2 separate regions of the Oryctolagus cuniculus genome follow, and region 2 is linked to region 1. A link is a contact called in public Hi-C data. All regions are on one chromosome and are shown on one strand. Each heading gives the region's core, a stretch centred on a gene start, on an enhancer-like site or on the middle of the called end of the contact. The rest is flanking DNA. Distances are from core to core; before and after follow the strand shown. Region 1 holds the start of ZC2HC1B (zinc finger C2HC-type containing 1B). Region 2 overlaps PHACTR2 (phosphatase and actin regulator 2).

The links. Hi-C and Micro-C count contacts between places; a contact is called where the count stands out from the background.
Region 2: a Hi-C map of an unstated tissue shows a contact between it and region 1, with 2.9 times the contacts expected there. The contact joins the enhancer-like site here to the promoter of ZC2HC1B in region 1. A contact is called at or near these places in 2 of 6 Hi-C or Micro-C datasets (psoas muscle and an unstated tissue).

The regions. Positions count from the first base shown.
Region 1 is chr5:24,645,605-24,651,480 of mOryCun1.1, forward strand. It overlaps ZC2HC1B (zinc finger C2HC-type containing 1B), which reads right to left and starts at 2,621. Exons shown (of 8, transcript XM_051855300.2): 1 at 2,475-2,621. The coding sequence starts at 2,502. LTV1 (LTV1 ribosome biogenesis factor) reads right to left here. Exons shown (of 11, transcript XM_002714857.4): 8 at 4,634-4,773; 9 at 4,141-4,193; 10 at 3,755-3,955; 11 at 3,247-3,631. The coding sequence ends at 3,521.
Region 2 is chr5:24,928,589-24,934,464 of mOryCun1.1, forward strand. All of the region lies in intron 1 of PHACTR2 (phosphatase and actin regulator 2), which reads right to left. Among named protein-coding and RNA genes, the nearest start is that of PHACTR2, 62 kb to the right of the region's middle. Within about 2 kb of position 3,588, at least 1 of the 8 cell types and tissues checked has an H3K27ac peak or open chromatin away from gene starts, as enhancers often do.

The DNA.
Region 1 (5,876 bases), core at 1,371-3,870:
AGAAATTGAAAGGAAAACGAAAGCCATAGAGAATTAAAAAAAAATGTTTATAGGAGAAATAAAAATCTCAACAGAAGGCTGAAAGATAGTATTAGGGAAATCTCCCCAAAAGTAGGGTAAAATGGCTTAAAATGGAAAAGAGATATCCACGATCTCAAAAAGATATCCACGATCTCAAAAGATTACGTACCATGTACTCCATCTCACTGAATTACAAAAATGTGAATAAAAGAGGAAAAGGGAATCCAACATTGGAGGGAGAGAAGAGAATTTCCAGGATAACTGGGAACTAGAACAAGAGAGCAACCAGTCTAGGTTGGAGGTCTGTGATTAAAAAGACAGATGTTCAAGGCTACCCTGACCAAGATACTCATTGCCTTCGTAATCTCAATATAGTGACAGGAAAATTCTCTACTTGGTGGATTTGACCATGTCCCCAAAGTGCCTGCTCCCCCTTTATAAAAGCCTATTATTTACATTAGCTGAGGACATTCAGTCCAACCCACAGAAAGCTCTGCACTACTCTTCAGGGATGAAGGCAGATCATGGTAAGCTTAAAAGTGTTTTTTTTTTTTTTCCTATGGCATATTTCCTATAGATCCAGGATGTCCTACCTGTGGTGACTTGTGTTTTCCAGAACTCATTATCTTGATAACATCTGCACTGCAAATTCTGGAAGCTGAAGTCAGATCCTCAGACTGTTAAATCTCCAGGCTGCCTTCACCTAATGGTAGTGAATACCTCCCTCATAGAGCTAGGTTTATGCTTGTTTTCTCTGTTCAAAACTAAATAAGACATTGTGTTTAGAAGTTATCACATGGGTAGTGACAGATGGAGAGAGAGAAAAGAAATGTTTAATAGAACAGCCTGGATTGTACCTTTGAGTTCCCCAAGGGGAAAGAGTGGAATGAAACAGACCTATGAGTAGTTTCTATCTCTCAGCTGGAATTGTGCGTATGTGTTAACTTTATTATACATTCTGCTGCAAGAATTTCTACTTTCTCTTGTCCTGTAACTACAACAAGCTTTATAGAGCTTACATCCACACACATAAAGAAGCAACATAAAAATACGGAAAACATTAAAGCTACACGGTGGCTAGAGATTGGTCCTTCACCTGAGGTGATCCGATGACATCACAATGGAGTTGTAAGTATAGGATATCACAGGCAATACATGCAAATAGCCTTTAAGATATTTAGACTTGTAAAATAACAGCAGTACTAAGATATCTGACAAAAAGTTTTAAACTAATCACAGACCGTGCTTAAACAAAACACACTTAAAATACAGCAAAGTCTTCAGGATCTTGCACCCGACCTGGGATGTCTTAGATCTTTTTTTTTTTTTTTCCTGCTGACCCCTGTGAGTCTAGGTCCTACTGCTCCCTGTCTTATTTGAAAAATTTTTTTCCTGACTATCCATTCACTCATATACTTACTGACTGTACGTCAAATGACAGGCACTGTTCTAGAATTTGGGGACAAAGCAAAAACCAAAATTTCTGCCTTAAGCTTATTCTAGTGAGGGGAGACTCAAAAAGTTTCTATACCACAAGGTGCTATGGATCATGTAAAACAAGGGAGGGATATATGCTATTATTAAATACATGCTCAGGGAAAAGCTTGTAAGGAACATGACAATTAAACACCAACTTTGAGGAAGATTTACTTGCAGTAAAAACACTTCAGGGCCCCAATAAGTGTCAAGATCCTCATCACAAATGGTATTTGTCATAGTGTTGAGTAATATTTTGCTGCACATGCCTGGTCTCCTCAGATGTAGTTGTTAAAAGCAAAAACCCTGTTTCTGTAAATTCCCAACAGCTCATAACATTATCACCTATTGGTTATAGATGACTGAAATATCAACTTATTTAAAATACTACTCTCCTCAATAAAATTGGGATCTTGAAATTTGGAGTAAAATCAGCCTGAATCACAATATACTCCATTAAGACTTGTGGCTTAGTGGCATTCTCCTAATTGCAAAATATAAGACATGCTGATTTAGACCTGCTTAGCCAGCTGTAATGAAATTAGTACCTCATGAGATTGACTTAGAATAGCAACAGGGCAAAGTAACATCCAGTGACTGTAAGACTTGCCAGTTTTGACAATCTTCAAATTTAGATAGCTATCAAAATAAACTGTCAATCCTTCTAAGATTTACCTTCCTAATACATAAACCACCATCTGACCTTTTGCTTCTAAAGGTTGTCACTTCAATACATTCTTCAGTACCTTACTTCTGAAAAAACAAGCTCTTTAGCCAACATTTTTTCTTAACCAATGTAGCCAGAATACCTAATGTTATTATTTTTTGTAATTTTTAAAAATTCTATAATTTACTTAAGATTTAAACTGATTAAAACTTGGTAGAGCAAAGTTAACACCTAACAGCTTTGGAAAAGCCATAATAATCAAAAAATTACAGATGAAGACACTAATAATTTAGATATAAATGCAGCTCACCTGCCAAAAACAGTTCTGCCCCAGCCATTCTGTTCCTAACTCAAACTGACACTGTCACCACAGATTTTTACAGTCCAGTCCAGGTAATAACACATTAGTCAGGTGCACAAGAACAAGGGTCACTAATCTGTCTGTTTCAAGAAGTCATAGTTTACCAAATAATCAACAATTGTGATGGTATCACTGCTTACACCTTGAAAAAGTTTACAGAAGTTAAAACAAAAGCAACTTATCAAAAACAGGGAAGGTTTTCAACTCTGTATTTTAACCAAGTATGAACTGTTCCAAGCATTAAATAATGTTGAAAACACAAACTGTCTAGTTGGAACTGAAGTAAATATTTCTGATTTTGACCTAGGGACTCACTGAAGCCAAGTTAAGTTTTCTTGATTATTTCTTCTACTATTCTGTTTCCTGATTTCAGTGTTCCTAAATCCCAAAAGCGAGTCATCAGGCAATGCTACAGGAAATCTGAATCCTAACAACCTTAATATTCAGCTTTACCATATTTTTGAAATCATTCTTTGTATACAGCAAGGGAAAACTTAGCTTCCTACCAGTGGAACTTTCTCAGGAAAATTCTTCTCACCACTGAGAATAAACTCAGCATTTCAAAATTGAGTTTAACCAGGCCACTTTTCTACATACAGCAAATTAAACCATGTAATTCCTGAAAAGGCGTGGAAAGGATTCAAAGAAATATTTGAGAACATCTGCAAAAAAACAACTATGACAACCATATAAATAAATGAATACACCAATTCCACTCAAGTTATGAAGATATTTTCCTTTAATTTCACCAAACATTTCATATTCATGAAGTCATTTAATTCAGAGCAAATCCAAGCTTATAAAATTAAATTTAAAAATATTACAGTATTTACAAGACAGGGGATAGTTGCTGCTATAAAATACAAACATTAAGATTTTTCTCTTTAATACCTGCCAGTAAAGATGGCAGAACAGTTTTGACTCTGAAGATATTGATTACTGAACATAATGAGGGGCCCACTGCAGAGAATGTGATTATCCCAAATCTTCTATTTCTATAACTTTAGACCCTCAACATTTTTCTTCAAGTTCAGCAGCTCCTTTTCCTGGCGCCTTTTCTCCAATTTGAATGCTAACTTGTTGGCTTTCTTCTCCACTCTCCGTTCCTGTACAAGAGTATACTTACGTTATTTCAAATCTTTAAACTGATACAGACTACTTTCATAAACAAAAGTTTCCTGTAACTTCCCTTCTACCAGGCAGGGTAACATTTAAAAAATATGCTTTACCTTGCGCTCTTCTTTTATAGCTTGCTTTCTCACTCTTTTATCTTCTTTGCTTTCATTTTTAGAACGTGGTTGGGTTGATACCTTTGGCAGATCACTGGCATTAATCATCTGCATTCGTTCAACTTGCTTTGTTGTGAGTCCTTTCACAGGAAGGACATTGAGAGGTATTCCTGTTTTAGAAGACAGTCGGATTTGTTTGGGCTAAAATAAAGATGAAATGGCACTACAGTTATTTACTATTCATACTTAAAAATAGCACAGCTATGACACACTATTGGTGCTTTTCTGATAAGCACTCTAGTCACAAGGATAAAGATACTGAGAAAATCTGTACACTCCATTTCCTGCATTGCACATTTCAAAGAGCTAAGGACAGTTGGACTTACCTTTGGTTGATACTTGATAAGCTGTGGGTGATTATATAAATTTGAATATGTGCCTAAAAAAAACAAAAGACTATGTATGAATAAGCTTTCACAATCAGCACACTGAAGTCTTTCTTATAAATGCTTATTAAATTATTTATCATAGGAGTATTATCCTCCAAAATCATTTTTCCATAATATCCTCAAGCCTAACTTCTTCTAAAATATATATACTTTTGGGACAGTTAGCACATGATAGTTCAAGTACATGGCTCTCAGCCACTCACGTGGGCGATCAGGATTGCCTTTTGGGCTCCTGGCTAGAGCCTGGCCTAACCCTGGTTGTTGTAGGCTTTTGGGGAGTAAACCACCAGATGGAAGATCTCTATCAGATTAAGATAAAAGTAAAAAATTTTAAAAACTAAATTTATATATCTATCTTCCAAGCTGACGTATTAATCCTTTAAAATTACTACCAGACCTTTGCCAATGAAATGGACACTAAGATACTTACTACAGATGGATTCACAATCCCACTTCTCCTTGGGTTCTTCAAGAACAACAGTAGTAAGTTCTTCCTCCTCAGACTCATCAAGCTTATTCATTGGCACATCTTGATCTTCAAAGGGCTCAATAGTATTCAATTTCACACAGCTTTTGGTTGAGTTTTTAAAAGTGAAGACATAGGAGGGGAAAAAACACCATTATACTATGTGTCACTACAGCTACACTTAGAGCTATGGAAACAACAATTTTTAAAATGCATATACTCCTGGGCTCCTGTCCTTGTTAAAACTTTATTCTACCCAGGCCTGCTCCTTTGTTACAGTAGATTCTAGACATTCACTCTACTGCCAGGTATGTAAGATTATAAGACATATTAAACATGTTGGTACTTGTCCTAAGAAAACAAGTTTTTTTAAAGCCCAGAGAAACATTAGCTCATCTGTTTTCCAAAAGTACTCACAGTACATAGTTTCTTTTCCCACTATGGGATCTACATAGTACAAAGATCATGGAAGATCAGACCTTTCTAGCAGATTTAAGCATCTTGATAGTTTCAGAGAAGAGTCATCTTTGAAATGAATGCTGAGCTGCCAAATAATTGACTGGTCAGTTCTGCTAACCCAGTTGGACAAACAAACTCTTATCTTTCTGTAAACCATGAACACCTACTTCTCAGAGCATCTGGCATTTCAGAAAGATGAAAACAAAGTATATACTTGTAAGTCAGAATAATTTTTCACAGTGGCTAAAAGCACCATAGTATTCTCCAACTGGAAGAAGATCCTTGGTTATTCTAGGACTCTTCAAGTCACAGATGAAGAAAGTAGTTTTTGGTGTGTTCCCCCTGTTATTTTCAGCTTCAGAACTCTTCATATCAAAACAAAGACAAAACAAGGAGCAGATCTTTAGCCTAGCAGTTAAGAAATCCAAGTCTCATATGGGAGTACCTGAGTTTGATTCCCTACTCTGATTACAGTTTCCTGCCAATGCAAACCCTGAGAGGCTGTGGTGATGGCTCAAGTAATTGGTTTTCTGCGACTCACAAAGAACACTTAGATTCAGTTCCTACTCTGAGTACCTGCTTTGGCCCTGGTCCAGCCCCAGCAATCAGGTGGGCATTTGGGGAATAAAGTAGCAAACAGCAGGTGGGAAGTCTTTGTGTCTGTCTACCTCTCAAGAAAAAACTGATGAATAATGTATAAGGCAAAATGTACTGTTTCTTACTATAGATACTGAAGAGCTAAATTTTC
Region 2 (5,876 bases), core at 2,338-4,837, 280 kb after region 1:
GGGCAACTTCAGGAGTATGGTCTGCCAGTGGGGAAAAGTCTGCAGCTGTCATTTATAAATCTATTCATCTCATTTTTATTAGGATTAATAAAACACCAGGCACAGTACAAGGCAGAGAAGGAGTAGGGATCACTAAGACAGTCCCCTCAGAAACCTGAAATCCTTCCTGAGTGAATTCTGGTAACTTTAAAGCCCCTCCCTGGGTACCATTTCTGACAGGCATTGCAGTAGTCCAGGCATTTTACAAACAATGGATCAATCAAATAACAACTGCTTTGCATCGAACACATGGTAAGCAAATATACTTCAGACAAATGTCCAAAGTCTGTGTGGATAACTGGCAAAACTAAGCTATCAGTTCTGGGGAAATCAGAGTAAAAGGTAGGTGATATCTACAATGCCTATTTTCACCTTTATTCTTTACACTATTTACACCTTTATTTATTTTTGACAGGCAGAGTGGACAGTGAGAGAGAGAGACAAAGAGAAAGGTCTTCCTTTGCCGTTGGTTCACCCTCCAATGGCCGTCGCGGCCAGCGAGCTGCAGCTGTTGCACCGCACTGATCCGATGGCAGGAGCCAGGTGCTTCTCCTGGTCTCCCATGGGGTGCAGGGCCCAAGCACCTGGGCCATCCTCCACTGCACTCCCTGGCCACAGCAGAGAGCTGGCCTGGAAGAGGGGCAACCGGGACAGAATCCAGCGCCCCGACTGGGACTAGAACCCGGTGTGCTGGCGCCACAAGGCAGAGGATTAGCCTAGTGAGCCGCGGTGCCGGCCTATTTACACCTTTATTCTTTACACTTCCAACCAGGACACAAGTGTCTCAGCCTTCTGCCGACACACACATGGTTCTATGGTATTTGTATTCCACAGACATCTTTTCATAAGTTCATTCCAGATTTCCTGCTTTTATGATGAAGTGAAGTACAAGCATCTCATTGCGTCACTGGGCAACTTTAGGAAAAACCTAGAGGGTGTAAACCAAGTTTCTAGCAGCCACAAAAGTGAGATGGGGATTGTGTTTTTGCCGCAGAAGGACGTGTGCTGATGACAGCCGGGGCTTGCTGCTAGCACGCGTTTCTGCAATCTATCCCCCTGTGGTATGACAAGTGCTTTCATTAACTAAATCACCGTTTAGTAAAAAGACTCCAATCTTCTCAATTCAGAGTCGGAAGGACTGTGGAGGAATGCTCTTTACTGCTAATGTGCATCGTGGTGAAATCACTGGTACCTAAGTGGCCCATATCCTGGCTATTACAGAGAGAATAGTTGTCACATAATCACATTCAAAGGCAGGAAGAGACATTTAACTGACTTCTGAAATCTCTGAGAAGTCTTTATATCCCAAATAGAATGACTCATAGTATGGTGTTTCTAATTAAAGTGTGTCAATGTTGGCTACATGTTTTAAGTGCATCGGAATTTGAAATGAAACTGTATTTGTAAAAGCTATTATTTATATATCTTTATACTTAGGTTCTCTGTAGCCTTTTTTCCTTCAATACAGTTGAATTTCAACAAAATATTAGCAAGGCCCTCAGTTTTCTTACGCCCTTCTGCCATTTGTGAATATTAAATACCTAAATAGAATGCTAGAAAAATGAAATATTTTCATTTAGCTAAATAATTGAGGAGAGCTGAATATTGCTGTATTTAGTGAGCAGTTTCTTATTTTGCTTTTATCCCTTCATGTTACGTGGTAAGCACACTTCCACGTCATTAAAACTGCTCATACATATGAATAATCCTCTACAATTTCTATGATTTACTTATTCATGGCCCTATTCTTGGAGATCGATTATTTGCAAGTGTTTTTATTATTCTAAGCACATGATGATGAATATCTATATTAGATGAGTTTTTAAGAAAAAGTTAATGGGAATAAAATTGCTAAATGAAAGGGAGTGAAAGTTTTTAAGATTTTTGACAGAACAGCCAAAGCATCCCCAGGCACCTGCCATCAGTTCAGAAACCATGCTTCCTCTCCTCCTGGTATCGTCGTCTATACCTGATCATTCGGGATCTAATCGTCCGTTAAGTTCCTTCTCGTTCCCTCTCCTTGTGGCTGGTTTCCCAGGGTTTTTATTTTTTAATTTTCATATGTGAGCTCATGTCCAGTTGGCCAAGATTCCATTTCCACAAAGGATTTGCTCAGGATTGTGCTGGGGCTCTGTGGTGCTCTTAGACCCACTTTACTTTCTTAGTTTGGCTTGGCACTTACAGACCCAACCAGGAAGCATGAATTCTAGCCCTGAACCTGAGCAGGAAAGGGACTTTGGTTATGAGTGTTTGTAGGTGGTCTGTTTCCATTCTAGCCTAGGAGAAAACAAAGCAAGAGAAAAAAAAAAGGGGGAGGAGGATAGAGAAAGAGAGAGGGATCTTCCATCTGCTGGTTCACTCCCCCAGTGGCTGCAACAACCAGGGCCGGGGTGGGGTGAAGCCAGGAACCTGAAACTCCATCCGGGTCTCCTGCATGGGTGACAGGGGCACATGCTGCCTTCCCAGGCGCCCTAGCGGAGCTGGCTTGATTCAGCCATCTTCACACTCACAGGTCAGAGACAACTGCAGGGCCCGCCAGAGTCAACAGGGAGGGAACCAGAGGACCTCAGCCAGTTGCCGTGGAGCTTCACCCAAATCCCTCAGCCATGACCGAAGCCCCAAGGCAGACAGCGTCTGCAACACCCGCTTGTCACTCTGGTTTTGGTCCCGAAGAATTCTCCCTACTTTCTCAAAATTTCTGCTCTGCATTAGAAGTACTCGACCCTCTTCTTTGGTGGTGCTGTGAACTGGAAGACTTTCCTAAGACAACTCGGGCACTGCGTCGCCAGATGTGGTCCCTTCTGTAATCTCAGGGGCTCGTGCTGCCCTCCCTCCCTCCCTCCCTGAGTAGTGTCAGCACCCAGCTCACCGTCCAGCTCACTGCTCACTTCCAAGTGGGTCACCAGCCCACAGCTCAGCCTCTCAGTTTCCTGAACTTCTCACCTAGTGACCTTCATCCTCCCTTCCAACCACTCGCACTCTAAACTTTTCCCACATCAGCATCACCAACTTAAAAATGCTTTGCACCCTTTTTGGATCGGTCTCTCTGTGTCTAATTCCTAGATTCCTCCACAAGCCCCATCTCCCCTTCCCTCCCAATGCAGTTGACCTCCCAGAGCCTCAACCTGGCCACTCTCCATCCCCACCTACCTCACCCTGCCCGAGCCCAAACCCCAGACACTGTGGATATAACCATTTACCTTTACTACACTTCCCGGGGGCTGCTGGGAACAACCACACAACCACAGTGGCTCTAAGCTGCTCAGCAATTCTTTTCCGTCTTTCTTCTCTGAGTCACACAATCCCACTGCCACGTTGCAAAGTGGCCTCATGGAGAGACCCCCGTAGCCAGAAACAGAGTGGCTGCGATCGGAAGATTCCCAGTGAGGCGCTGGGGTCCGCGGGCCAAGAGCTCAGAGAACCAGGAAGCCTGCCAGCAACGACGTGATGAGCTTGGAAGCAGAGTCCCCCAGCTGAGCCGGGAGATGACCGCGGTCCTGGCAGAGGCCTTGATTGCAGTCTGGGAGGGATCCTGGGCCCAGAGGATCCAGCTAGGACAGGCCTGGATGTTTGACCCACAGAAATAATAAATGGGTTTTTGGAGCAGCCACATGTTAGGGTAATTTGTCACGTAGCAATAAATAATCAATACACGCAGGCCCTCCCCTGCACTGGCGCCTCTTGTGGCTGTGAGAAAGGAGCTGCTCTTGCATGCTTGCACCGCCTGGGAACCAGCCCCACCCCCCACCCCCCACCCCCCATCCCCCATCATCCCAGGACTTGCTGTGTCTCCCATGCAAGCCCCCGCTCGGAGCTCCTGCCCCGGGGGCTTCCTTGGCTTTACCGTCACACCTGGCCACCTGTGTCTTCCCGTTTCCTTCTCCCCCTGGAGCAGAAGCGACGTGAGGAGGTGACCCAGGCTGGGTGTCCTTGCTCTAACCTCCATTCCTGGTGGCCCCGGGGTGACTGCCTGGTGATGGAAGGTGCCATGAATCGGTTCTGATGTTTCTTGCAGACACAGGCGCGTGCGATTTCATCTGTGGGGCTTAGCCTTACCACATCACCTGCTTTACACATGTGTATTTAAATGTGAAAGTCTGGTTAAAAACCACATACGTAACAGGGTTATTTGCTGAAATTGGCATTTTCACTAGTTTTGGGGGGAGGGGGTTGTTACTGGTTTTCTTTCCCTATGAAAAGACTCACCCTCCTCGCAAATGGAAATATTTTCCTTCCTTCAACCAGGACGTCCCTTTCACCACAAGCTCCTGTATGCAGAACTTTTAAAAAGGTGTCTTTTCCTCTTGGCAGAAAAGATCCGGTGCCTAGCTTGGCACACAAGGTACAGGCTGGATTTCAGGCCCCCAAACTCCCCCACAGCTCACGATCTTGAGCAGTGAACAACCTATACATCCTTACTTGGCCACCCCATTTAACTCTTTGTACAGAGAAAGCCCAAGGCCAGAGATGTGCTCTCTTCAGCTCTGGGCCCCCTTGCCTCCTGGACGAAAGGCAAGAGCTACGCAAGTTACCTAAAGGTAGATCATCCAAAAAGGGGTAACAGGGGCTTTGCAACGAAAAGAGGGGATTTTCCAGATGCAGCTCTGATGCCCCTAGCCTGGGGCCCGTCTCCAGCTGCCACACAGCCCAGCACCCATCACTATGGTCTGTGCAGGCAAAACAGCCCCGGGGGCGCCTTCCTCCTTGTGCTTGGCCTCTGCTACAGAGCTAACCCCTGAGAGGGTTGCCGGTGCTGGCAAATGAACTGGAGATGGGGCGTCTGGGACCGGACTTAGATTAACTTAGAGAATAAATCAGGAGAACGCCCTGCCAGCGCATTCCGTCACATGTGACATCTGTGTTCTTTCTTCTCTCCCCACATTGCACACACGGCCCTGGACTCTGGGTCCTCCCCGATGACCCTGGGGGAAGCTGCAGGCCCAGGCGTTTCACACGTCTCCCCGCACCTCTCCTCTCTCACCCCCCACCCCTATGCTAGGGTTTCCAGATGAATTGCTCTCAGGCCATCACTCTGGTACACAAACGCTTGCAAGCATTCCCCAGTGATGCGCAGCTGCAGCTCACACAGCCCGGCCTGTGGTCCAAGGCCTTGCACAACAGGATCCCAGCTTATCCATTTGGCTTCATTTCCTGTTCCTCCACCTATGTTTGCAGCCAAACTGAAAATTCACCTGGGGCTTTCTCATCTCAAGGCCTCTGCTCACCCCATTCCTTCTGCTTAGGTTTTTCCCACACCTTTTTATTGTTAAGTCAGGATCTTGCACAATCTCTAACATCTGGTACATTTTTCCTTTCTCACAAAGCCTCTGCTGGCTCCTTTAACCCCCAGAGCCTGTCCCTCAGCTTTTTAAATGTATTTAGGATCCTCATTGCATTTCTCTATATTTTATGTTAAATTCTGGTGCCCTTGACTGTGAGGTCCAAGGGGCAGGGACCCAGGTGTCCTTCTTGTGTCTCCCACATTATCTGGCACAAGGATTTGCATACGGAATACACGCACACAGATCATCGAGTGAGCCTGCCCTTTACCCAAAGACCCATCCTAACAAAATTCTTCGTGTTCTTAAAATGTGCCTTTTAAAAGAAAAAAACACTTTTACATCCTATTTAACTTCTCAAATAAAGGTCATCTAGCTATATTTATTTTTTTTATTTTTAGAAAAAAATATTTACTTGAAAGAATTACAACAGAGAGGAGGAGAGTGGGGGGAGGGAGATATTCCACCTGCTGCTTCCCTCCTGAAATGGCCAGGGCTAGGACAGGCTACAGGAGCCTGGAACTCCATCTGGGTCTCCCCTGTGGGTGGCAGGGGGCC